Regions from separate parts of the Mus musculus genome. Here regions 1, 2, 3, 4, 6 and 7 are each linked to region 5. A link is a contact called in public HiChIP or PLAC-seq, Micro-C and promoter capture Hi-C data. All regions are on one chromosome and are shown on one strand. Each heading gives the region's core, a stretch centred on a gene start, on an enhancer-like site or on the middle of the called end of the contact. The rest is flanking DNA. Distances are from core to core; before and after follow the strand shown.

Region 1 (2,835 bases), core at 270-2,769, 1.8 Mb before region 5:
ATCCCAAAAAACCAACCAACCAAACAAAAACCATCACCACCACCACCAACAACAAAAAATGAAGTGGGTGTCAACTGAGGAATGACACCCATGATTGACTTCTGACATGATTGACTTCTCAACTCCAAACACACCAACGCAAGCGTGGGCCCCCCCACCCCCATGCACACACATGCATATGTGCACACACACACAAAGAGAGAAAGAAAATTAACTTGTTTTCAGTTATTTTAGACACTGGGTAGACAGCAAAGTACCAAATGGACTGACAAGACTATTAGCATCCAGAAGGTTCTCATCATAGTAGGATCTGAGCATGCGTTCTCTCTGTAGGAACCTTCTGATGCTCTCCCCCAGATTCAAAGCCAGCATCTCTGATGTTCCCCCAGGACGAACTTAAGCTGCTACCGTTTCGTTCACTGACTTTGCTACTCCAGGGCTATAGTACCAAAGACCTGGGCCTTTTCAAAGACCTGGGCCTTTTCAGTTAGTTGAACGTGCACACCCCACAGGACACAGTATTCTTGCTTGGGGGGCCCTGGACACTGACTCCTCTCTTTGTTCGGAAACCTGCAAGATTTCCTAAAGCTCCCTTCTGTCACCTGCAAGCCACTGTGAGCAACATGGAGTCACATCCCTAGCCCTCTCTTTTCTTTTAGTTTTAACACATGGCTTTTTAAAGTTTGCCCGGACTAGTCTTTTTCTTTTCTTTTCTTTTCTTTCTTTTTTTTTGGTTTTTCGAGACAGGGTTTCTCTGCTGGCCTCGAACTCAGAAATCCACCTGCCTCTGCCTCCCAAGTGCTGGGATTAAAGAAAGGTGTGCGCCACCACGCCCGGCGCCCCGGCTAGTCTTGAACTCACTCTGTTACAAGAATAATCTTAAAGCCCAGACGCCTCTCCCACCTCTACCTCCCAAGTATTCCGATTACAGGGTTTTGCTTTGAGGTCCATGCTGGAGTGGAACTTACTGTCATCCTCCTGTCTTAGTCTTTAAAGTGCTGGGTTTCAGGCTTGCCCCAGAATGTCCTGTGCTTAACGCTTTTATTTTCAGTCTTGACGATAGACTTGAGGTCTCACTCACTCAGTATCTTATGTTACATTATATACCCCATGTATCCCTGCTACAGCATCCCTGTGAGTGAGCACACGCGACACGGACACGCATTTTAGAGGTCTTCTGCACGCGTTTTAGGCTTAAGACATCTCCGCAGCTAAAGTGAGTGTTGGAGGAGCAACTTAATTTGAATAAGTGAATGAATGAACGAACGAACGAGGGCAATAAGTAAACAGAGCAACACCCGGTAAGTTGTGCAATAAGTGAGGGCGTGGAACATGCTTATCGCGCCTGCGCAGGCGAGGCACTCTTTTTGGCAGCAAGCGCACCTTTTGCAGGCGCGGCGCGGCGGAGGGTTACAGAAGAGGGCGTGGTCTCAAGAGGCGTGGCTTTCTGGAGGCGTGGCGAAGGCTGCTGGGGGTGTGACCAGGCCGGATGTCCCACAGGCCGCGCCGGCGCTGGTTCAGTCTCGCGCTGTGGTTCGTCGGCGCACCGCTGATCCGCTCCACGCCTTGCGCTCTCCGCTCTCAGCCAAAGCCCGGCAGCCCCGGCCACGCAGCTCCGCAACCATGTCCAAGCTGGCGCGGCTCGAGCGCGAGGAGATCATGGAGTGCCAGGTGATGTGGGAGCCTGACAGCAAGAAGGACACGCAGATGGACCGCTTCCGGGCGGCCGTGGGTACCGCCTGCGGCCTGGCGCTTGGTGAGTACGGGGCACGCGGCTAGTGCACCCCCCCCCGTCACGGGCCTTCCCGGAAGCTGTTCCCTCCAGGGAGGACCGCCCTAGGAAGGTCCCTGCTAGCTGTTGGGATAAGCCTCTGTTGGATGGATATCCGACCAGTGTTCCTGTCTTACAGTCGGGGAAGCCCCCTGCTTTGGGGGTACCCCTCTAGGGAGGTCCCTCCCTTTCCCTACTTAGGTACCTTGATGAATGGCACAGGGATTGGGGGATCCTCGTTGCCTTGGGGGTCCCCCTCTAGAGAGGTTCTCCTAGATGTTGCCGTGGGCCTCTGATGGATGGATGGCTAGTGTCCCTGTCTTTGGGTTGGGGGAGCCCCCTGGCTCTGGGCCCTCCTCTAGGAGGTGCTGGTCTTCTGATGATGTTTCCTTCACTGTTTTGGGAAGCATCACCGCCTGGCCTGTAGAGGCCCCCTTTCTGCAGGCGAGTCACCCTCTGGAAGTGGCAGACACCCTCTGGTTCCTCCGATCTTTTGCTAGGCTTGCCTGCTTGGGAAATGTCTCCTGAGGTCTTGACTTCCATTCGTTGGGGGCTTCCTTCGGGCCTTATCTGCAGTTCTTTTTGAGTTCACGGGTTTCATGTGACAGGCTCCCTCCATCTGCCTTTTGCTAGGGACCAGCTTGAAATTTCAGGTTCCTGAAAAGGTCAGAGTTCGTTCCTCCTCCTTCCTTTAAAGTTAATTAAGGTAGAGTCCTTTCTTACCCCAGCTCTAAACAGATCCTGCTTCCAGCCACCACCCTGGTCTGTGTGATTATGGGTGGGGCAGAGGCCCTTGGCAGGCGAGGTTCTTGTCCATATGCCGTTCCCAGGGATCCATGGGGCTTGCTTAGTCCCTCCACCTGCTCTGCCCCCCTTCTCAGGTGTTTGCCTGGGGTTTTCAGTTCGAGTTGGTTGGTTGATTGTCTTCTTCATTTTCACCTCCGTTACCCCTCTAATTGCAGGGATCCCCTTGTCTCCGTTGGCATCAATGTCTGTCTTGGCTCCCAGGATCTGTCTCCGGATCCTTCCTGAATCTTTTCTTTTTCCCACCCTGAGCACCAGCC
Region 2 (3,093 bases), core at 109-2,608, 1.7 Mb before region 5:
TGGAATAGCTGCCCTAAGTCAATCTTGTCTGGTGTTAGACTTTCCTGTTCTTGCTGTATTATAGCTCTTCTTCTCCCCATCCTCTCCTCCTTCCTCCTCTTCCTTTTCTCTCTCCTCCCCTCCCTCCTTCTCTTCCTTCTCCCCCTCCTCCCCTCCTTCCTCCTCTTCCTTCATCATGCAGGGGATGGTAGTCAGGCCTTCACACATGCTAGGCCAGCCTCTACCGTTGAGTTACATCCCAGCTCTCTTTTCACTTTTTATTTTGAAAAGTTGCCCAGACTAGACCTGAATTCAGTCTGTAGTCCAGGCAGCCCTTGAACCTGTTATCCTCCAGCCTTCTGCTTTCTGAGTACCTGGGATATCTGCATATTTTAGGTTTACACTGCTCTGAAGAGGCACGGTGACTAAGGCAACTCTTATATATATAAAACAAGACATTTAGTTGGGGCTGGCTTATAGTTTCAGAGGTTTCAGTCCATTATCATCACGGCGAGAAGCATGGCAGCTTGCACCAGGCAGGCATGGTGCAGGAGAAGGAGCTGAGAGTGCTAAGTCTTGATCAATAGGCAACAGATTGGGACTGTACTTCCATAGGTAGTCAGGAGGAGACTCTCTCCCACACTGGGTAGAGCTCCCGCACTAGGAGAGTTCATTGCCCACCCCCATAGCTGCACATGTCTTCCGGCAAGGCCACACCTACTCCAGCAGGGCCACGCCCACTCATCAAGGCCACGCCTCCTAGTAGTGCCCTGTGGGCCAAGCATTCAAACACATGAGTCTATGGGGGGCGGCAAATCTATTCAAACCACCGCACTGCACCTCCGTGCCTGATCTATATAGACTGATTCCATGCCCTCAGTTATAATGCACAAAGACATACATGAGAATGCCTGAACCGCCTGAAACCTCAGACTGGGGCCTGGAGCCTTCTAGGAAGACATAGTAACCTGAAATATGGCAGGAAGATTCACTTAAACCATCAATTATCTTTATTTGTTTAGGCTTCTTGACTTTTATTTTATATGTATGGGTGTTTTGATAAGTTGAATGTGCACCGTGTCTGTGGACACCAGAGTAAGGCATTGTATTCCCTGGGCTTGTAGTTACAGATGGTTGTGAGCCACCACCGTGTGGGTACTGGGAATTGAACCCAGGTTCTCTGCAAGAGCAGCTAGTGCTCTTAACCGCTGAGCCATTTCTCCGGCTCGGTGTCTAGTAGCCACAAATGAATTGGAGTTTCCACAGTCCAGCCATCCCAAGCTGCCTGAGTCCTCCTTTGCTCCACTACAGGGCCACAGGCTACTGACCAGAGGTTGCATCTGCAGCTTGGAGGTGCCCAGGCAGACAGCTGCTACATCATTGGTCAGAAAAGTCACATGACCCCAGCATCCACCAGGAAGCCAGGGAGTGGCTTTTCTGCCAGAGAGCCCGAAAAGACGGAGGATGGGGCGCGAGCGAGGGTACCTTTTGGGGGGTTGGGCCAGCAATTACCACTTCCCTGCTGATGATGGGGAGGGGAGGCGGCCGGCGGGGGAGGAGGGTAGGGTAGGAGAGCCCAGCGGGGAGGAGCCTGGTGCCTGTCTAAGGCAGAACAAGAAAAAAATAAAATGTCCTGGACCCTCAAATCTTTTGAGAGCAAAAGAAGTGATTTCCATGACAACTAACTGTTCAATGAGAGAGTGAGGCAATTCTGTTAGTGGGAAGGAACACCGCAGGAGCCTTGCCTAGCAGAACCCGGGGGATTTGGCCTTGAGGGTGGAGAGGGGAAAAGAAAGTGTCTCCATGGGCAGCCAGCCTCCTGAAGGGAAGGCTCCAGCCTTCCAGCCCCTGGAAAAGTGAGACTGCTGGGAGAGGCGAGGAGTAGGAGGAGAACGCAGGGGCAAGGGAGAGTGGGTGTGGCCACACCTGTTCACCCTTGCTGAGACCGGCTCAGGCGCAGCTAGCTAGGCTGCAGCTAAGGCTGCAGGGAAGGAGTTTTGAGACGATGTCCCATAGACATAAGATTCAGGAGAAAGTAAAATTCAGCGTTTGGGAGGTGGAAGCAGGAGGATTAGAAGTTCAGGGTCACCCTCAGTGGTTTTGAAGTTAGCCTGGGCTCCAGGAGAGCCTGTCTTAACCGAAACAAAACAATACGGAGAAAATTAGCCCCGGGGAGAGGCTGGAAGGAGCCCCAGATGGGAGTGGGGTGGGTGGGGGTGGAGATCCCAGGCTCTGAAGTCTGTTAGAGATGGTGAGGAAAGCTCCTAGTACTGCCACTAAGTCTCAGACCCTTTTCTAGAACAAAGAGAGTCACCAGGAACTCCTGAACACCTTGGGAGACCACACTGGTGGCAAGTACTAGCTTACAAGTAGGAAGCATTTGATGACTCCCCGTACCTCTCTGTCTCTTCATCCCTTCCTCGCTGAGAGTGAACATATTTCACTAGTGTTGGGGTTCCCCAGAGTCCACGGGAACCCCAACACTAGTGTTCCCCACTTTGGGCAGCAGCTGAATTCTTTAACATCTGGGTGTGGTTCCGGTTTGGTCAAATTTCCCACAAGCCCTCTTTTTAGATGTCCCAGGGAACTTGGCCCTTAAAGACTTAGATGTCAGACTTTTCTGTCACATAGGGGTGTGGTAACCCTTTTCTAATAGCAGGCGCTGCTTCTTCAGGGAACCCTCCAGGTTAGATTGCAGGCAAGCCTTGTGAGTGTCAGGAGTCAAGCCTGGATCTATGTCAATCCATTGGGTACATTATATTCTAGAGAAGTGTTTCCAACATTTGAACATTGGAGAGAAATCGGAGTTACCTCTGTTAGACTCGGGTCCCTGCTGTGTGCCTATTAGCTGGGGCGTGACCGGCAGATGCCCAGCTGTCCTTGATGAAGGACCAGACTGATAGGAACCAGGAAGATACGGAGGATGAATAGTTGGTCCTGTAAAGGCATAATTACCATGGCTGTCAGTCTCTGTAATGAAGCGTCAGTAGGGCCATATTCAGGCCATAAACTACTGGGGAAGGATGGGGTGGACGGGCTGAGGCAGTTTGGTGTGCTTCTTGGCTTGTGTAGAAACCAGGAGCTCCCATGCCCTGCCTTGGAGACAGGGGACAC
Region 3 (2,832 bases), core at 272-2,771, 1.7 Mb before region 5:
GGTTTCCTGTGTGCATTCCTGGGAATACCAGCTAGAGGCTGCCCTGACTTTATGTCTCAGGTTGGGAAATTGAGGCTCTTTGGAGGATTATGAGTTTTGCCTGCCCTGGGTTCTCAACTAAGGATGCTGGGCCACAGTCTGCATCATCCCTGTTGACTGATTTGAGGTCTGACCCATCTTTCTTTTTTTCTTTCTTTCTTTCTTTCTTTCTTTCTTTCTTTCTTTCTTTCTTTCTTTCTTTCTTTCTTTCTTTCTTTCTCTCTCTCTCTTTCTTTTTCTTTTTCTTTTTCTTTTTCTTTTTTTTTTTTTTTTTTTTTTTTTGGTTTTTCGAGACAAGGTTTCTCTGTATAGCCCTGGCTGTCCTGGAACTCACTTTGTAGAGCAGGCTGGCCACGAACTCAGAAATCCGCCTGCCTCTGCCTCCCGAGGGCTCGGATTAAAGGCGTGCGCCACCACTCCCGGCTTCTGACCCATTTTTCTACGCCAAGCCAGGACACCAGAAACTGGTGGCAGGTTGAGCAGAACCCAGACTCTAATTCAGGTGTTTAGACACCACAGCCTCTGTCTGGCTTTGCAGCCTGGTGAAGGGAACTTCCAGGGCCTCTCAGAGAAGCACCTCGGAGCTTCCCTGTTTCAACCTGTCGCCTGGACTAGGCTGTGCATTCAAAGGGACTGTAGTTTCTTGGTCCCTGTAAGCTGGGACTCTCTTCCCACGCCGGGCTGAAGCCTGGCCCACTTCGTGGACATATCGGACGACCTGCCTTGGTGGCGGAGCCGTGCCTCCTCTCCCCACTCCTTAGCACAGAAAGAGCGCTCTGATCTGCCTGAGGCTGGTAGATACTCTTGCGGGCTCTCAGGCCACACCACATCTATCACGTGCCCTAGTCTGCGCGCAGCAATCTATCCCTCACAGATGCCTCCTCTGCGGGCCTCTCCGGTAGCTTGCTTGCCTTCTCAACCCCGGGGACGCCCAGCGTTGCGCTCCCTCCCAACACTCCCTGGGAACCCGCTCCGCACTCTAAACGCTCTCTCTGTCCCTGCCCGACTACCTATTCGGGTCTCCACAGGCCTTGGCGGCCCTGTGCTCTCCCCTGGGAGTGAGTGACACATCCTGACGCTTAACCGCTGGGTGGCCGCCTGGTGTCTTGGCCCGGAGGAGGGGAGGGGACTGGGGGGGGGGGAGGACACCTCCCTGCCTCCTCTTTTTCTATTCTTTAACATCTCTGGGTATGTTCCTCCTCTCTCTTCCTCTCTTCCCTATTCCTCTTCTTCTCCCCTTCCTTTCCTCCTTTCATCTCCTTCCTTCCCTAACTCCATCCTCCTCCCTCTTCTTCTAGCCCCATTCCTCCTCCTCCTCTCCCTCCTCCTTCCTCCTCCCTTCCCCTTCTCCCTCCTCCTCCTCCTTTCCTGTCCTCCTCCCTCCTCCTCCCTCCTGGCTGCTCCCCTCCTCCTCCCTCCTCCCTCCCCTCCTCCCTGCTCGGCTCGCTCACTCTCGCGCTGGCTGGAGGGGCGGCCGGCAGCTGGCGCTGGCCGAGGCGGCGGCGGGATGGGACGCGCGCTGGGGCGCAGGAGCCGCGGCGCCGGCGGGGGCCGCGCAACTCCGGCCAAGTGCAGGGCGGGCGCGCGCTGAGCCCGGGCGCCGTCTGCAGCCGGCGGCCGAGCGCGGAGCTGAGAGGTGCGGGAGGCGGCGGCGCAGGAGCGAGCGGAGCCCGGCGCCGGCTCCCGGGAGGACCATGCGGGCCCCGGCCGCGTCGCTCGGGCTGCTGCTGGCGCTGAGCGCGCTCCGCTGCGCAGGTAACGCGGCCGCGTCCCCTCCCCGACCCCGCGCGCAAAGTTGCTGCCTGGGTCCCAAGTCCCGGGCGGCCGCCGCCTCCTGCTCTTGGCGGGTCTGGGGAGCCCCGGGCGGCCCAAACCCCGCGCGCGTCCCCTTTGCCTCCTCTCCAGTCCCAGCTGCCCTTTGGATCCTTTTGGGGCTCCGGGAGCCACAGGCAGGGCTCCCTGAAATACCCCTCCTTACGCTGCCTGGCACCCGGGCCCCGGGGTCTGCTGGAGATGTAGTGGCCCAGCGTCCGTGGATTGCTGTCCTGTTGTCTGGACACCTGCGGGGCCTGGAGGTCGTCTGGGCTGGCCATGTCTGGCTTGGCTGCAGTCCTTCCCGCGCCTGGTTGCCCCTCTGTTTCCAGCCTCCCAAAGCTACCCGCTCCCCCAAGTGGCTCCCGCTGTCTCCCAAAGTAGCTTCCGCAGGCAGCCAGGTGACCCTGCCGCTCACCCTCTGGAAGCGCGGGTCGTCCCAGCACCCTGACCCATACGTGGTCTAGCAGGACCCGGGAGCGTGGTCCGCTCAGGCACCTAGTGATGTCTAACGTGAAGGTGTTCAGAGCCCTCGCCCCGGGATCCGGGAGTCTGGCTCCAGACTGGCACCTGCGCAGCTGTCGCCTAAACCCCGCGAATGGGGGAAGTCAGAATAGCCAGTTATATGCTGTTTGCAGCCTGGGATGGAGTTGGCTAGGTTCAGCCACCTCGGTGTTGCTACGTGTTGGTTGTAGAGGAAGCTTATCCTAAAATGACAGTACCCCCCTCCCCCACCCCAGGCAAGTAGAGACAATCCCAAAGGCTGGGAAGAAGCGACAGTCACGAGCCCTGTTCATGTGCGTATGAGGGCTGTGTTCTCCAGACCTTTAAAGCCCACGTTTTGGGAGCAGGTAGCTTTAGACTGAGAGCTTCGCTTCCCATTCCTTAAAACAAAAACCGACCGTACAGATACCCAGAACGCGGAAGGAAAAATGCACCCTCAACTTTGCGGCTCCGACTGCCTGGGTGAGGTCGCACTTA
Region 4 (3,005 bases), core at 138-2,637, 1.8 Mb after region 5:
GTCTCCCGACCAACACCCACACCCCCAGTACTCATACATGTTAAGTTTTAAAGTTCAGGCTAAGAATAGGTTTGCAGTTCACGTTGGATGGCAAAGAAAATGCTGTAAACCAGGCAGCAGTGGGCAGTCCAGACAGTGCTTGCAGGGAGAGCTGCGCCTATGCCCGCTTGAGTGTATTCTCTTGTTTCCCTCGGCTTCTTAGGATGAGGTTCTTTGTAAGTTCTAAGCGTGGGCCAGTTAGTAACACAAACCAGGCCACCAGATGATGCGGTTCGGCAGGCTGGTTGCCAGGACAAGTAAGTTCATGATAAGTTTTCTCGGGGAGAGGGTCACTGGTGATGTCACCACCCAGCACCAGGTGCTACATTGTATCAACAATCTACCAAACTGGAACTAGGCGGGTTGACCGTTTTTCTCCTAAACTCTGTTTGATCTCCACCTCCTGTTATATCCTCTATTGAATACAGCTCACAGCATAGCCCCTTGTAGCCGACTTGTTACATATACTCCAAAATATAGTAACTTTGTATTTATATAAATATGTAACTGACGTTCCATTAAACATACTATGTTAACGTTATGTTATAGTTTTTGTGCACACTTTCCCACCTGTCTTCTACCTAAGTTGCCCAGGCTAGCCTTGGAACCCTAAGGCCTGTGCTGGCTCCTTTTAGATTGCATAGTACAAAGTAACAGCAGGGCCCCCAAGCTCTGGTCATCAGAGATACATTTTCCATTTCCCCAGCAGCATCTGTATTTGCTGGTCAATTGCTGCTCAGGAGGGAGCCAGGGTAGGGTATCTTCTGCGAGACAGATTACTCAGACCACGCAACAGAGGAAGGGCCCTGGGATGCTGAACGCCTGGACTAACTGCATCCGGTCCCATCCTCCCAGGAAGGCCAGGCCGTGTCCATGCCGGGCACGCATGGCTGACGCAAGCCGGGCCTCGGGCGCGCGCACCCTCATTCATTCCCTCCATTCATTCTGCAGACGGCGGCCGCGCACACTTAGCGATCGCCCGCCCGCGAGATCCCCGGTGCCTGTGGACACAGGACTTGGGGACGAAGGTCGGGCGGTGCCCGCTGAGCGGCAGCGAGCGACCGAGAAGCAGCACCCGCCTTTCCCGCCCACGAGGCCCCTGGCTAGGCCGCCGCCCGCGTAACGCGCGGCCTCCCGCAGCCAGCGCATGCGCGTGGCAGCCCGCGCTCAGCGCCGGCTCCCGCGGGCCCTTCACGGTCCGCGTGCGTGCGCGTCCCCGCTCGGCCGGCCCACGTGACCCGCCGCCCCTCTCCCGCCCTGGGCGCTCCGAGGGCCCCCGGCCGAGTCGGACGGCTCCAGCGGACGTGCGCGTGCACGCGCGCCGCGTGGTTGGGCGCGGCGCCGTTGCTCCGCCCTCTCCCGGCTCCTCCCCCCCTCCGCGCGCCGGCGTCCGCTGCGTCTCCGGCATTTGAATCGCGCTTCCGCCATCTTTCCAGCTCCAGTCGGACAGGCGCGGAGACTCTTCTGGAAGGTAGCGTCGAGGCCGGGAGGGTGCGGGCGCGGGCGCGGGCGGTGACCGGAGGGTTTGGGTGTCCTTCGGGTGGGCGCGGGGCGGCGCTGGCGACGAGGCGAGGCGAGGCGGACGGGCAGCGCCCTGGGCTTTTTCAGCCCGCTTCCCTTCCCCCCACCGTCTCACGCCGCGTCCCCGCCTTCCCGCGCGCTCTTCCCGGCCGCGGCCTTTGTGGGGCGCACGTGCCGCAGCCGCTCTCTCTCCCCGCAGGATCCGCCGCGATGGCCGCCCAGGGAGAGCCGCAGGTCCAGTTCAAGGTGCGTGTGCGGCCGCACGGGGGCCCTCGGAGGGCGAGCGAGCGGGGAGGTCGGGAGGGGACGGCATGGCGGGGACCGCTCACGCCGCCGCCTCGTCTCTTGAATCTAGCTCGTCCTGGTGGGCGACGGCGGCACCGGGAAGACAACCTTCGTGAAGCGCCACTTGACGGGCGAGTTTGAGAAGAAGTATGTAGGTAGGTGCGGCCGGGGGTGCTTCACGGCAGCGAGGCCTCCGGGGGAAGGCGGCGGGCAGTGCACGGCTGACCCCTTCTGCCGCCCTGTTCCCCGCAGCCACCCTGGGCGTGGAGGTGCACCCGCTCGTCTTCCATACCAACAGAGGACCCATCAAGTTCAACGTGTGGGACACGGCCGGCCAGGAGAAGTTCGGGGGCCTGCGCGATGGCTACTACATCCAAGGTGAGGGGGGCCTTGCGGAAGTGGGCCCAGGCCCTCGGACATGTGCTTGGGGTATGAGCCGGAGAGCCAGCCGTTGCCGGGTGACTAAGGAGAGGGGACAGAAATCTCTTGGAGGGAGGCGACCTGGTTGGAGTGGATAGGAGATTTTTTTTTTCTTTTATAAGAATCGTCCGTGGTGTCGTTTGATCATATGCTGTGTCATGCTAGGCATTGATTTGGGGCAAACTGTGTGGCTTCAGAACTTAGTAGGAGACTAAGCTATTGGGAAAGCTCCCGGGTCACTTTTTGGTTTTCGAAACTTGAATTAAGGGCTACACGCAGTAGCTTACCCGTGATTATTCCCATCATTAAAATAAGTAGTGAGCATTTGCCCCAAGATACTAAACCTCTAGCCCCTCCTGGAGCCAGGCCCTCTCTCACACGTGAAACCTGCCGCCTCATGGAAACTGTACTTTTACTTTTCTCCTTGAAAGTAATCGAAAAAGCTTAGTGGGGAAAGAGTCTGTTGGTGTTTAAAGACGAATGAATATCCTTGTGATCTTACTAGCATGATGAGAAAATTCGTTCTTTGGCTTCTTCGCATGTAAAGGCAAAGGGGTGTTTATAACCGGGGTTAACTTTTTAACCAAAAAAATGGGGATGCTCACGTGCTTCCTCTTAAACTGTATCCTCACCATCCCTGCAGGGTAGGTTATAGAAACCTGGGCTCAGATTTTAGAAGACTGGTGTTTGAACTTTGATGAACTTTGATGGGCCAGCAGTTGGTAGTTAGTGATTAGGTG
Region 5 (3,208 bases), core at 243-2,742:
TATTATTGAACGGGAGATAGTGGATGAAACAAACTCCATCCCTCAGTCTGAAATAACGGGCTGTTGCACATCTCCTTTGCTAAATATTTGAGTTTTTTTTAAAAAGTCATTCTCTAGAGACTTCCAGACTTAAAAAACAAAAAACAAACAAACAAATGATTAAGTCTGCCTTCCCCTCTTGGGGCTCATGTGACTTCGTTATTGCTTCCTAAGGATGTGTCTACCGTGGCTTAGTGAGCTGAACAGTAGGGCCTGCATCACCTAAATATAAAGTGGCTGCCTCCCTGGCCTGTGAGAGCCCAGTTGCGTTTTGGGTGCAAGCTAGTCTCCAAGGTCTGGGCTCCTTGGGCTGCTTCTGCCTTCTCCTGATCTGGGGGTTGGAAAGCTTGCTTCTTGCCCTGGTATTTCTTCTACAATCACTGTTTTTGAAAGCTTTTCCAAAGGATTGGTCAACAGGATTCTGTCAGCCCTGGTTGGGAGAGGGACCACTGAGCCTATGCAGCGTGAGGCTTAGAACAGGGTGGGGATCCCCAGGTTTGGAGAGCTAGTGGCAGATAGAGGCTCGCGCGTGCATCCTGAGAACCTTTCACTTGCAGACCCAAGAGGGTCTTTGTGCAGCACACTGCCCAGGCTCCTGGACCAGCAGATGAAACCCTAGGGCTGGTAAGCCTAAAGGGACATGGCTAGAACCTGGTGACCAGAAGGGAGTGCTGGGAAGTCAGGAGAAAATGGGTTCAGGGTGTGCAGAGAAACCGCTCTCACCGAGGCACATCTGAGGCATGTTTTTTTTTGGGGGGGGGGAGGGGGAGGTGGAGACATGGCGTCGCTGTTTTGTTTTAACCCTGCACAGTTGATTTTTTTTTTTTAAAGTACATTGGGTGAGAGACACAAAAGAGTCTCGCCTTTGCCACATGCCCCAGGCCGGTTTCTAAAGACAGTGGGGTTAGTCAGCGCGTTCCCAAGCGCAGTGCACGCGGAGCACACATCCGAACACATCCCACTGAATCCAATCTTTCGCTTAGATAGTTCCTCCACAGCTGCACGTGGCTTTGAAATCCAGTTGTCTCCAGCCCTCAGAAGAGGAGGACCTAATGTTGTAGATGGGGAACCGACGGCCCCGAGTGACCGTGAGGGGTGGGGGGAGCAAGTCGCAGGGAGCAAGGATCCAGCTCCATCCTGCGTGGTGAGCACCTGGGCAGAGCCGTCTTGCAGGACATGGTTGCGCGGAGGCAGGAGACTGCGAGGCGGCCGATCAGCAGCAGGAGGAGAGGGATTCGAGGTCTCTGAGTCTCTTCGTCCTCTCTCTGGGTCTCCCTCCCGAGGCCTGCGCTCCGGGAACCTCTCTGGCACACAAGCATCCTCCATCCATCCCTCTGGCCGCGAGCGGGGGCCGGAGGTGGGCGGATCCGGAGGGTGTAGTGGGCGGGCCCGAAGTGGGCGGTCCCGGGGGCGGGATCAGCAGGACCGCGGCTGCAACCCGAGAAAAGTTGTCCGGACCCGTTCAGGAGCAGCCGCCGGAGCCGGAGCGCTGCCGGGGGCGGCCCCGGGCATGGGGCAACCGGCGCGGTCCCGGGGCTGGCGATGGATGGCGTGACAGCGGCCACGATGCGCTCCGAGGGCGCGGCCCCGAGGCGGGCGGCGCGGTACGGGGCGCTGAGCCTGGTCCTAGCCACGCTACTGGGCCAAGGTAAGGCGGGCGCTGGCGGGGACCTCCAGGTCCCCTAGTAGGCTGCGGGAAAGCCGGGGCGAGGGTGGAGAGAGCGGCGCGAGATCCGGGTCCCATCTTAGAGCCTCCATCTACGGAAACAGCGGACACCAGCCTCAGCTTGGAGCATTAGAGTCAGTGCTAGGGATCCTCCGCGGCAGCCCACCTCGAAGCCCTACTGCCTCCCTCCAGGAGAGCGGGGGGGGGGGGGGGGCGTGGTTGCCGGACTCTGGGTCTGGGCTACACCTTGACTTCTACATTGGGCTACACACCCGGGACTCGGTGCAGCTGCGGGACGCGGGGAGGACCCTGGTTTCCCGCGGCCCCTTCCCCAGCTTTAGAGAAACCTGAGACTTTCCGCCCTACATTAGACCGAACGGTGGCATTGAAAGCATCGGACCGCTCTGGTTTCCAGCGACTCGCCGTTAGGCTCCCACTTCGGTCCTTTGCTCCGGGGGCCGTGGGAATCCGGACTCTGCAGGTTTCTGGAGACTTGTGCAAACCGGCTGACGCAGCCTGGCCAGAGCGCTCGCTGCTGCTTAAGGTCGCTAAGTCATATTATTACTCTTCTGTGAGCCCGGTCGGCGGCAGGCAGGACTGGAAGATCGGAGCCGCTGGCTTCAGGCATTTAGGGTCCGCGAGCTACGGGGTGCGGTCGCGGGGGCGCCCTGAAGGGGTTTTCGCGTGCGGTGGGTTAAGCCCGGATGTTCCCCGGAGTCCTGAGCCCTCCCGCAGCGAGGCGGGTTCAAGCTCAGCCTTTGACACGGACTGGACTGAGGATTCGCTCTAATCCGCCCCGCACAGATGTCGAGACCTCACTCCTGTCCGGGGTTCCAAGGATGGGCTGGAAATGTATCTGGGGAGACAAGTTGACAATTGGCGTTAAAAAGTAGAATTTGCTTTACAAAAGTCTCTACTCCACCATGTGAAACCAGGGGATGCCCCTTACTCGAGGAGCAATTCCCAGACAAACCTGCCATGTACGCTGTGCTTCCTTCCAGTGGGTCCTGTTTCCACAGAGCCCCGGGTAAACTGGGGTGGGGGGTGGGGGTGTTGGGAGTGGGCTTCCCCCCCCCCCCAAAGAGCAGAAATTCAGGAGCCTTTACCTGTGTTCTGCTATTAGCCCAGAGGCGGCTCTCGGTACACACCTCCCCGCGGATTCTGATCACCAAATGGCTTAATGGGGAGTTAGAAAGAAAGAGAGAAAGAGACCCAGATTTCGCTTCTGACTAAGAAGCGGCTGTTATTGCGGTGGCCGTTTTAGACCTTGGGCTGGCTGGCGATTGAAGGCGCTGGGGTGGGGCTGGCATGGTGGAGGTTGCAGGGCTGGGAAAGCCCATGTGATGCAAAGCGCCCCCCTCCCCACCAAGACACCTGGATTTGCTAGACTTCACCATGTTGGGGGTGGGAAGTGGGGAGGGCTTCTAAGGTTGGTTCTGGAAGCCCGTCTGCCAAATGTGTTTTCACTTTGTATGGCTGATGAAAGCTACAGTTCGTCCCCGG
Region 6 (2,811 bases), core at 253-2,752, 1.6 Mb before region 5:
GGTTTCCTCACTCTTGTGGTAAGGGTGTCCCTCTGCTGTCTTTAAGGCCACTTGCAGTCTGCTCGCTTTCCTGACACTATCGTGAGATCTTCAGGATCATTTTCAGGGCCACTCAGAACTATCAACCTGAAATTAACTCAGACATCGGGAACCCCAGGGCAGAGCAGAATGTCTCTCCTGGTGTTTCCCAGATGGCAGGTCAGAGATGCTTTGTGAAGCATCCGGGCTCTGTGACCACATGTGTTTGAAAGGGACTTTGGATTCCTATGTGCGCATTTATATGCATGTGTGTGTGTGTGTGAGTGTGTATGAGTGTGCATGTGTGTATGAATGTGCCTGTGTGTGTGTGCATGTGTATGGTTGTGTGTGTGAGTATGCATGTGTATCAGTGTGCATGTATATGGTTACATGTGTGTGCATGTGTATGGTTGTGTGTGTGAGTGTCTGTGAGTGTGTATTGTATGGTTTTATGTGTGCATGCATGTGTATGTATGTGTATGAGAGTGCACATGTGAATGGTTGTGTGTGTGATTGCATGTGCATGTGTGTGTGAGTGTGCATGTGTATGGTTTTGTGTGTGTGTGTGGTTGTGTGTGAGTGTGCATGTGTATGGCTGTGTGTGTAGTTGTGGGTGTGCATGTGTGTGAGTGTGCATGTGAATGGTTGTGTATGTGTGTGTGAGTGTGCATGTGTATGGTTGTGTATGCGTGTGTGGTTGTGTGTGTGTGTGTGTGCGCAAGAAGATAAGTGTGTGGGTTCTTGAGCTCATGCCCCGGGATGTCAGAAGAACATAGGAAGTGTCTTCCTCCCTCAGTCTTTCTGCCTTCTCATTTTGAGTCTCTCACTGTACCAGAAGTCCAATGTTCAGACTGAGTGAGCTCATAGGGTCCACATGTCTCCACCCTGAATGCTGGGGTAACAGGCATAACCATGCACAACCATGCCTGGCTTTTTACAGGTGCCAGAGGCTCAAACACAGGCCCCCATGCTTAGAGAGCAAGTGCCTGAACGAGCGGCCTCTCCTCCCTTCCCCCAAGGCCTTATGTTCTACATCCTTCATTCACTATCTACTCTTGGAGGTTCCCAGTGCACATGAGCTTATTGAACATTCCCCTTTTGTGGGGGGCAGGTGACTGTCACCAAAGCCCAGAGGTGGCAGAGAGCCTTAGGATGGTGTGTGCCGACTCTGTTTGTCACCATGCCATGGCCAATCCCAGTGCCCTTTGGGTTGTCCCTGCCTTGTTAATCACTATTTGGGCAGGTTGTCTTCATGATCTTCCCCAGGAACAGGGCCAGGCCCAACAGAAGACGGCCCTTGTCCTCGCTCAGTGTCTTATTATTTTGCTCATGCACGTGGCCCTGGAGAGCTGAATGGAGCTTTCAAGTAGGGGCTTGTTTAAACAGAGATGGGGGTGCTCTGGCTCAGACCCACCTATGTAGATGATGCCCTGTTATGAATGCCAAGTTGCCATTAAAAACCATGGCAGCCTGTCTTAAAAAAAAAAAAGCTGGTGTCTGGAATAGACCGGCATTGAATTCTTGTCAGCTGAGCTCTCCACTGCAAGCCTATATGTGCCAGCAACTGCACAGAGGGAGGATGAAGGGGTACTCACCTAAACCAGATGTTGTGTGTGCATGCATGTTTCTGTCTACTCTGTCTCTCTCTGCCTCTCTGTCTCTGTGTTTGTGATATTTCTGATTATCCCTATCATTCCACTGCCAGCTGGGGTACCAAGAGTTAGCATTCCCTTGGTATTGCAATTAATTGGGAGTAGGGGCCTGGGTGATATTTGAAGGTCTTTCATATAGGCTATTTATGATAACAAGGTTTTTTTTTTCTTCTTAAAGCTTAAAAGAGAACATTTCTGTCTATAAACATGACACAAAGGAAGAAAAGGAGACTGTCCCCAAAGTATGTGGAAGCAGCTGAGGGCATCCGGGTCCTTTGCTTCCTTTTTATTTTTATTTTTTTTCTTTCTTAAGGAGCCCATAGGACATCTTGATGGGTGCCAGTTTCCAATCAGGATGGAAACCGTGAAACAGCTCTGGGTTAAGAAGCGAGGTCTTAAAAATGCCATGCTCGGATACTTTTCCTCCCTTCTGTGAAGCTAACAAGAGACCTTTCAATGCAGAGGTTGGAATGATTCGATGCTGAATTGTACTCATTAAAAGCTGAGACTACACCTCACCATGCCAGCCCCCCCGAGCGATCCGAACAGAGGGCTCCTTGCGTATTAAAAGAAATAAGTACTTTGAGTTTAATAGAAAGGCAACAGCCGGCCATTGAAGGTTCTAGGGAATTCTGGAGCGATTCCTAATTGGGAGGTGGGGGGTCCGAGTGGGGGCGGCCTCTGTGCATTTGAACAGTAAGGACAATGAGGTAGGAGGATGTCTGTCCGGGAGGTAGAGAGGGGAGAATAAAGCAGGGGTCAGAGGGAGAGAATGGGGAAGGAGGGTCTGCAAGTTGAGAACCAGTAAAATAAGGGGATAGCAGCCACCTTGGGAACTGCAGGCTGCCGGGTGGTGAGGGGGGTAGAGCCTGATACTTGAGGAAGTTTGTGGGAATCACAGCTTGGGCTCAGTGACTAAAGGGAATCAGGTTTGTAATTCTGACTGGTCCAGGAAGGCACAGAAGGGCTGGGGGTAAGGGGTGGGAGTAGATGTATGTGTGTGGGGGCTCTACTGAGGGACACAGAGAGATTTGCCAGCTAGGCTAAGACTGAGGTTTGTGTAAGAAAATAATTTCATCAAGCAAGGAAGTGCAGGGTGATTCCTCTCTCTCTCTCTCTCTCTCTCTCTCTCTCTCTCTCT
Region 7 (2,842 bases), core at 239-2,738, 1.4 Mb after region 5:
TAGCTGCACCTATGCAGTTGGGGGAGTCCGCACTGGAGGTCCTGGTAGTTTCCCAGACACTTAAAACGCAGACCTGAATGGGGGTGGGGTGGGGTCTAAGGAGAGAGTGGGCCACCGCCCTGAGGGCTGTTTATCCAAAGCCAAGAGTCCGCGACAGGTGCCGCACCCCAGATCTCTCGGACATCTAAGGACTGCGGTGGGCTCCCATGGTGCACTCACTCCCTGTGCGGGGGAAGGAGGTTGAAGCTCTGTGTCCTTATCACAGATTAGCCCAAAACCAACCAAGGGGCAGGAGCCAGCATAGCAAGGCACGGAGAGGCCCCACCACTCTGCGTGGGAACCAGCCGTGCGCGTGTAGGCCGGGGCTCAGCCTCCGCCTCCCAGGAGGACGCAGGCCGAGCACATCTTTCGCCAAATAATATAAATACACAACTTCCTATAATAAATAAACTCAGCCGCTTGGAGAAACCACCAGCCGGCTTGGCGCGATGGTCCCCAACACGGTGGCCTTGGCGGGGCAAGGGTCACCACGATTCAAGCCAAGCCCCTCTTCTCGGGGTGCGGGGTGTCAGCGGCCCGGAAAGTCTCCTCCCCGCCCCCTCCCTTCTTTCTTTGAGTAGACCTTGCAGAAGAGGCCCTAAACTCCGGCTTCCCAAGTCCCCTCCCCCTCCCCTGCACTCGGCCCTTTTGAAATTTCAAAGGCAGCCCCTCCCCGGAGTCCGAGCTCCGCGCCCCGGGCAGCAAACCCCCGGCTTCGGGAAGATGCGGGCAGCTTTACAAGCCGAGGGGCCACTTTTTTATGAGCACGGTCATAAAACGCAAATCCCGTGTCTCTTTGAAAGTGCCCTCCGCCAGGGCCCGGTCGTAAAAGTAGAAGATGCGTCCCCAGCCCCCAACCCCGGGTGAGGACCACCCTTACCCGAGTCCCCAAACTTCCCGTAACCTCGGCGTCCTTGGGGTACCGGGGACAATCTCAAGGCCTCCCACCCCCCCTCTGGGGCGGGGAGGGCAAGCAGAGAGGCCGGCAGGAGGTGAGGCTGGAGGCTGGGGTCCAGCCCCAAGCTGGGGCTGAGGGCGGAGGCTGCCCGGGGCGCAAGGCTTTCTGATGCAAAGCAGCAGCGGGGCGGGGCGGCGGGCGGAGGCGGGGCCTGTCACCAATCGGCTTTGCTTTTTTTTTTTTTTTTTTTCCCTCTTTGCTACTCTTTGCCTCTTTGCAAGTCTTCTCATCCCGGGACGCCGTGCTGGAAGCAGCTGCGGGCGCCGGGAGGGAGGAGCTCCAGGGCCCAGGGCCACGGTGTGCCCGCGCTGCCCCACCGCGGTCCGCGATCGCCCGCGCCCGGAAGAAGAGGCCAAAGTTTGCGCGCTGAGCGGCGCTCGCTCCGCCGTATTGTTTGCAAACTTCGCTCCCCTCCCCCGCCGCCCCCCGACTCCGCTGAGGCCGCGCGCCCACCGCGGTGGCCCCGGGCGCCGCGAGCGCTCCGGCCAGACTGGATGGGCATGCGCGGGGGCCCGAGCCGGGGCGCGGAGCCGCGGGCAGCAGCAACAGCCCGTGCCCGGGAGCGGCGGCCCTGAGCGGCGCTGGGACATTGAGGGCGCCACCATGCAACACCCGGGCCCGCGCCTGTGGCTGGTGCTGCAGGTGATGATAGGCTCGTGCACGGCCATCAGCTCCATGGACTTAGAGCGCCCTGGAGACGGCAAGTGCCAGCCGGTGGAGATTCCCATGTGCAAGGACATCGGCTACAACACCACCCGCATGCCCAACCTGATGGGTCACGAGAACCAGCGCGAGGCGGCCATCCAACTGCACGAGTTCGCGCCGCTCGTGGAGTACGGCTGCCACAGCCACCTTCGCTTCTTCCTGTGTTCGCTGTACGCGCCCATGTGCACCGAGCAGGTCTCCACACCCATCCCTGCTTGCCGGGTCATGTGCGAGCAGGCCCGGCTCAAGTGCTCGCCGATCATGGAGCAGTTCAAATTCAGGTGGCCGGACTCCCTGGATTGCAGCAAGCTCCCCAACAAGAACGACCCCAACTACCTGTGCATGGAGGCACCCAACAACGGCTCGGATGAGCCCAGCCGGGGCTCTGGCATGTTTCCTCCGCTCTTCAGGCCCCAGAGGCCCCACAGCGCGCAGGAGCACCCACTAAAGGACGGGGGTCCGGGGCGCGCAGGTTGTGACAACCCAGGCAAGTTCCACCATGTGGAGAAGAGCGAATCTTGCGCACCGCTTTGCACTCCGGGGGTGGATGTGTATTGGAGCCGCGACGACAAGCGCTTCGCTGTGGTCTGGCTGGCCATCTGGTCCGTGCTGTGCTTCTTCTCCAGCGCCTTCACCGTGCTCACCTTCCTCATCGACCCATCGCGCTTCAGGTACCCCGAACGTCCTATCATCTTCCTCTCCATGTGCTACTGCGTTTATTCGGTGGGCTATATCATCCGCCTCTTCGCGGGCGCGGAGAGCATCGCTTGTGACCGGGACAGTGGGCAGCTGTATGTTATCCAGGAAGGACTGGAGAGCACGGGCTGTACCTTAGTCTTCTTGGTACTTTACTACTTCGGCATGGCCAGCTCTTTATGGTGGGTGGTCCTCACCCTCACTTGGTTCCTGGCTGCTGGAAAGAAGTGGGGCCATGAGGCCATTGAAGCCAACAGCAGCTACTTTCACCTGGCAGCTTGGGCCATCCCGGCTGTGAAGACTATCTTGATCTTGGTGATGCGCAGGGTGGCAGGGGATGAGCTCACTGGTGTGTGTTATGTGGGCAGCATGGATGTCAATGCTCTGACCGGCTTCGTGCTGGTCCCGCTGGCTTGCTACCTAGTCATCGGCACTTCCTTCATC

The links. Promoter capture Hi-C pulls out the DNA fragments that hold promoters and counts their contacts. Hi-C and Micro-C count contacts between places; a contact is called where the count stands out from the background. HiChIP or PLAC-seq counts read pairs in DNA pulled down with a chosen protein or histone mark.
Region 1: an H3K4me3 HiChIP or PLAC-seq map of embryonic limb bud shows a contact between it and region 5, with 11 times the contacts expected there. The contact joins the promoter of Aacs here to the promoter of Tmem132c in region 5. A contact is called at or near these places in 2 of 39 promoter capture datasets (cranial neural crest and second pharyngeal arch cranial neural crest) and 5 of 115 datasets of contacts at active chromatin or transcription factors (embryonic forebrain, embryonic hindbrain, embryonic limb bud and 2 more).
Region 2: a contact with region 5 is called in a Micro-C map of embryonic stem cells, with 2.0 times the contacts expected there. The contact joins the enhancer-like site here to the promoter of Tmem132c in region 5. A contact is called at or near these places in 2 of 39 promoter capture datasets (cranial neural crest and pre-B cells) and 2 of 484 Hi-C or Micro-C datasets (both in embryonic stem cells).
Region 3: an H3K4me3 HiChIP or PLAC-seq map of forebrain shows a contact between it and region 5, with 19 times the contacts expected there. The contact joins the promoter of Tmem132b here to the promoter of Tmem132c in region 5. A contact is called at or near these places in 5 of 39 promoter capture datasets (cranial neural crest, embryonic stem cells, frontonasal cranial neural crest and 1 more), 11 of 484 Hi-C or Micro-C datasets (cerebral cortex, cortical neurons, cranial neural crest and 4 more), 12 of 115 datasets of contacts at active chromatin or transcription factors (SST interneurons, astrocytes, embryonic forebrain and 5 more) and 1 of 9 other capture datasets (embryonic stem cells).
Region 4: a contact with region 5 is called in a promoter capture Hi-C map of cranial neural crest. The contact joins the promoter of Ran here to the promoter of Tmem132c in region 5. A contact is called at or near these places in 1 of 39 promoter capture datasets (cranial neural crest) and 1 of 115 datasets of contacts at active chromatin or transcription factors (astrocytes).
Region 6: a contact with region 5 is called in an H3K4me3 HiChIP or PLAC-seq map of forebrain, with 10 times the contacts expected there. The contact joins the enhancer-like site here to the promoter of Tmem132c in region 5. A contact is called at or near these places in 3 of 115 datasets of contacts at active chromatin or transcription factors (astrocytes, embryonic forebrain and forebrain) and 1 of 9 other capture datasets (embryonic stem cells).
Region 7: a contact with region 5 is called in a Micro-C map of embryonic stem cells, with 3 times the contacts expected there. The contact joins the promoter of Fzd10 here to the promoter of Tmem132c in region 5. A contact is called at or near these places in 8 of 39 promoter capture datasets (the 3T3-L1 cell line, cranial neural crest, embryonic stem cells and 5 more), 2 of 484 Hi-C or Micro-C datasets (both in embryonic stem cells), 6 of 115 datasets of contacts at active chromatin or transcription factors (astrocytes, embryonic forebrain, embryonic hindbrain and 1 more) and 1 of 9 other capture datasets (embryonic stem cells).

The regions. Positions count from the first base shown.
Region 1 is chr5:125,474,354-125,477,188 of GRCm38.p6, forward strand. Aacs (acetoacetyl-CoA synthetase) reads left to right here and starts at 1,520. Exons shown (of 18, transcript NM_030210.2): 1 at 1,520-1,756. The coding sequence starts at 1,624.
Region 2 is chr5:125,587,708-125,590,800 of GRCm38.p6, forward strand. The region is part of intron 1 of Tmem132b (transmembrane protein 132B); the gene reads left to right. Among named protein-coding and RNA genes, the nearest start is that of Tmem132b, 57 kb to the left of the region's middle. Within about 2 kb of position 1,359, at least 85 of the 459 cell types and tissues checked have an H3K27ac peak or open chromatin away from gene starts, as enhancers often do. A contact at or near this core is called in embryonic stem cells, where this site is marked.
Region 3 is chr5:125,530,897-125,533,728 of GRCm38.p6, forward strand. Tmem132b (transmembrane protein 132B) reads left to right here and starts at 1,522. Exons shown (of 9, transcript NM_001190352.1): 1 at 1,522-1,794. The coding sequence starts at 1,734.
Region 4 is chr5:129,018,769-129,021,773 of GRCm38.p6, forward strand. It overlaps Ran (RAN, member RAS oncogene family), which reads left to right and starts at 1,388. Exons shown (of 7, transcript NM_009391.3): 1 at 1,388-1,510; 2 at 1,760-1,806; 3 at 1,916-2,000; 4 at 2,098-2,223. The coding sequence starts at 1,771.
Region 5 is chr5:127,240,334-127,243,541 of GRCm38.p6, forward strand. Tmem132c (transmembrane protein 132C) reads left to right here and starts at 1,493. Exons shown (of 9, transcript NM_175432.3): 1 at 1,493-1,687. The coding sequence starts at 1,582.
Region 6 is chr5:125,656,944-125,659,754 of GRCm38.p6, forward strand. All of the region lies in intron 3 of Tmem132b (transmembrane protein 132B), which reads left to right. Among named protein-coding and RNA genes, the nearest start is that of Gm32811, 110 kb to the right of the region's middle. Within about 2 kb of position 1,503, at least 25 of the 459 cell types and tissues checked have an H3K27ac peak or open chromatin away from gene starts, as enhancers often do. A contact at or near this core is called in astrocytes, embryonic forebrain and forebrain, where this site is marked.
Region 7 is chr5:128,599,618-128,602,459 of GRCm38.p6, forward strand. It overlaps Fzd10 (frizzled class receptor 10), which reads left to right and starts at 1,489. Exons shown (of 1, transcript NM_175284.3): 1 at 1,489-2,842. The coding sequence starts at 1,601. It overlaps Fzd10os (frizzled class receptor 10, opposite strand), which reads right to left and starts at 1,070. Exons shown (of 6, transcript NR_015517.2): 1 at 920-1,070.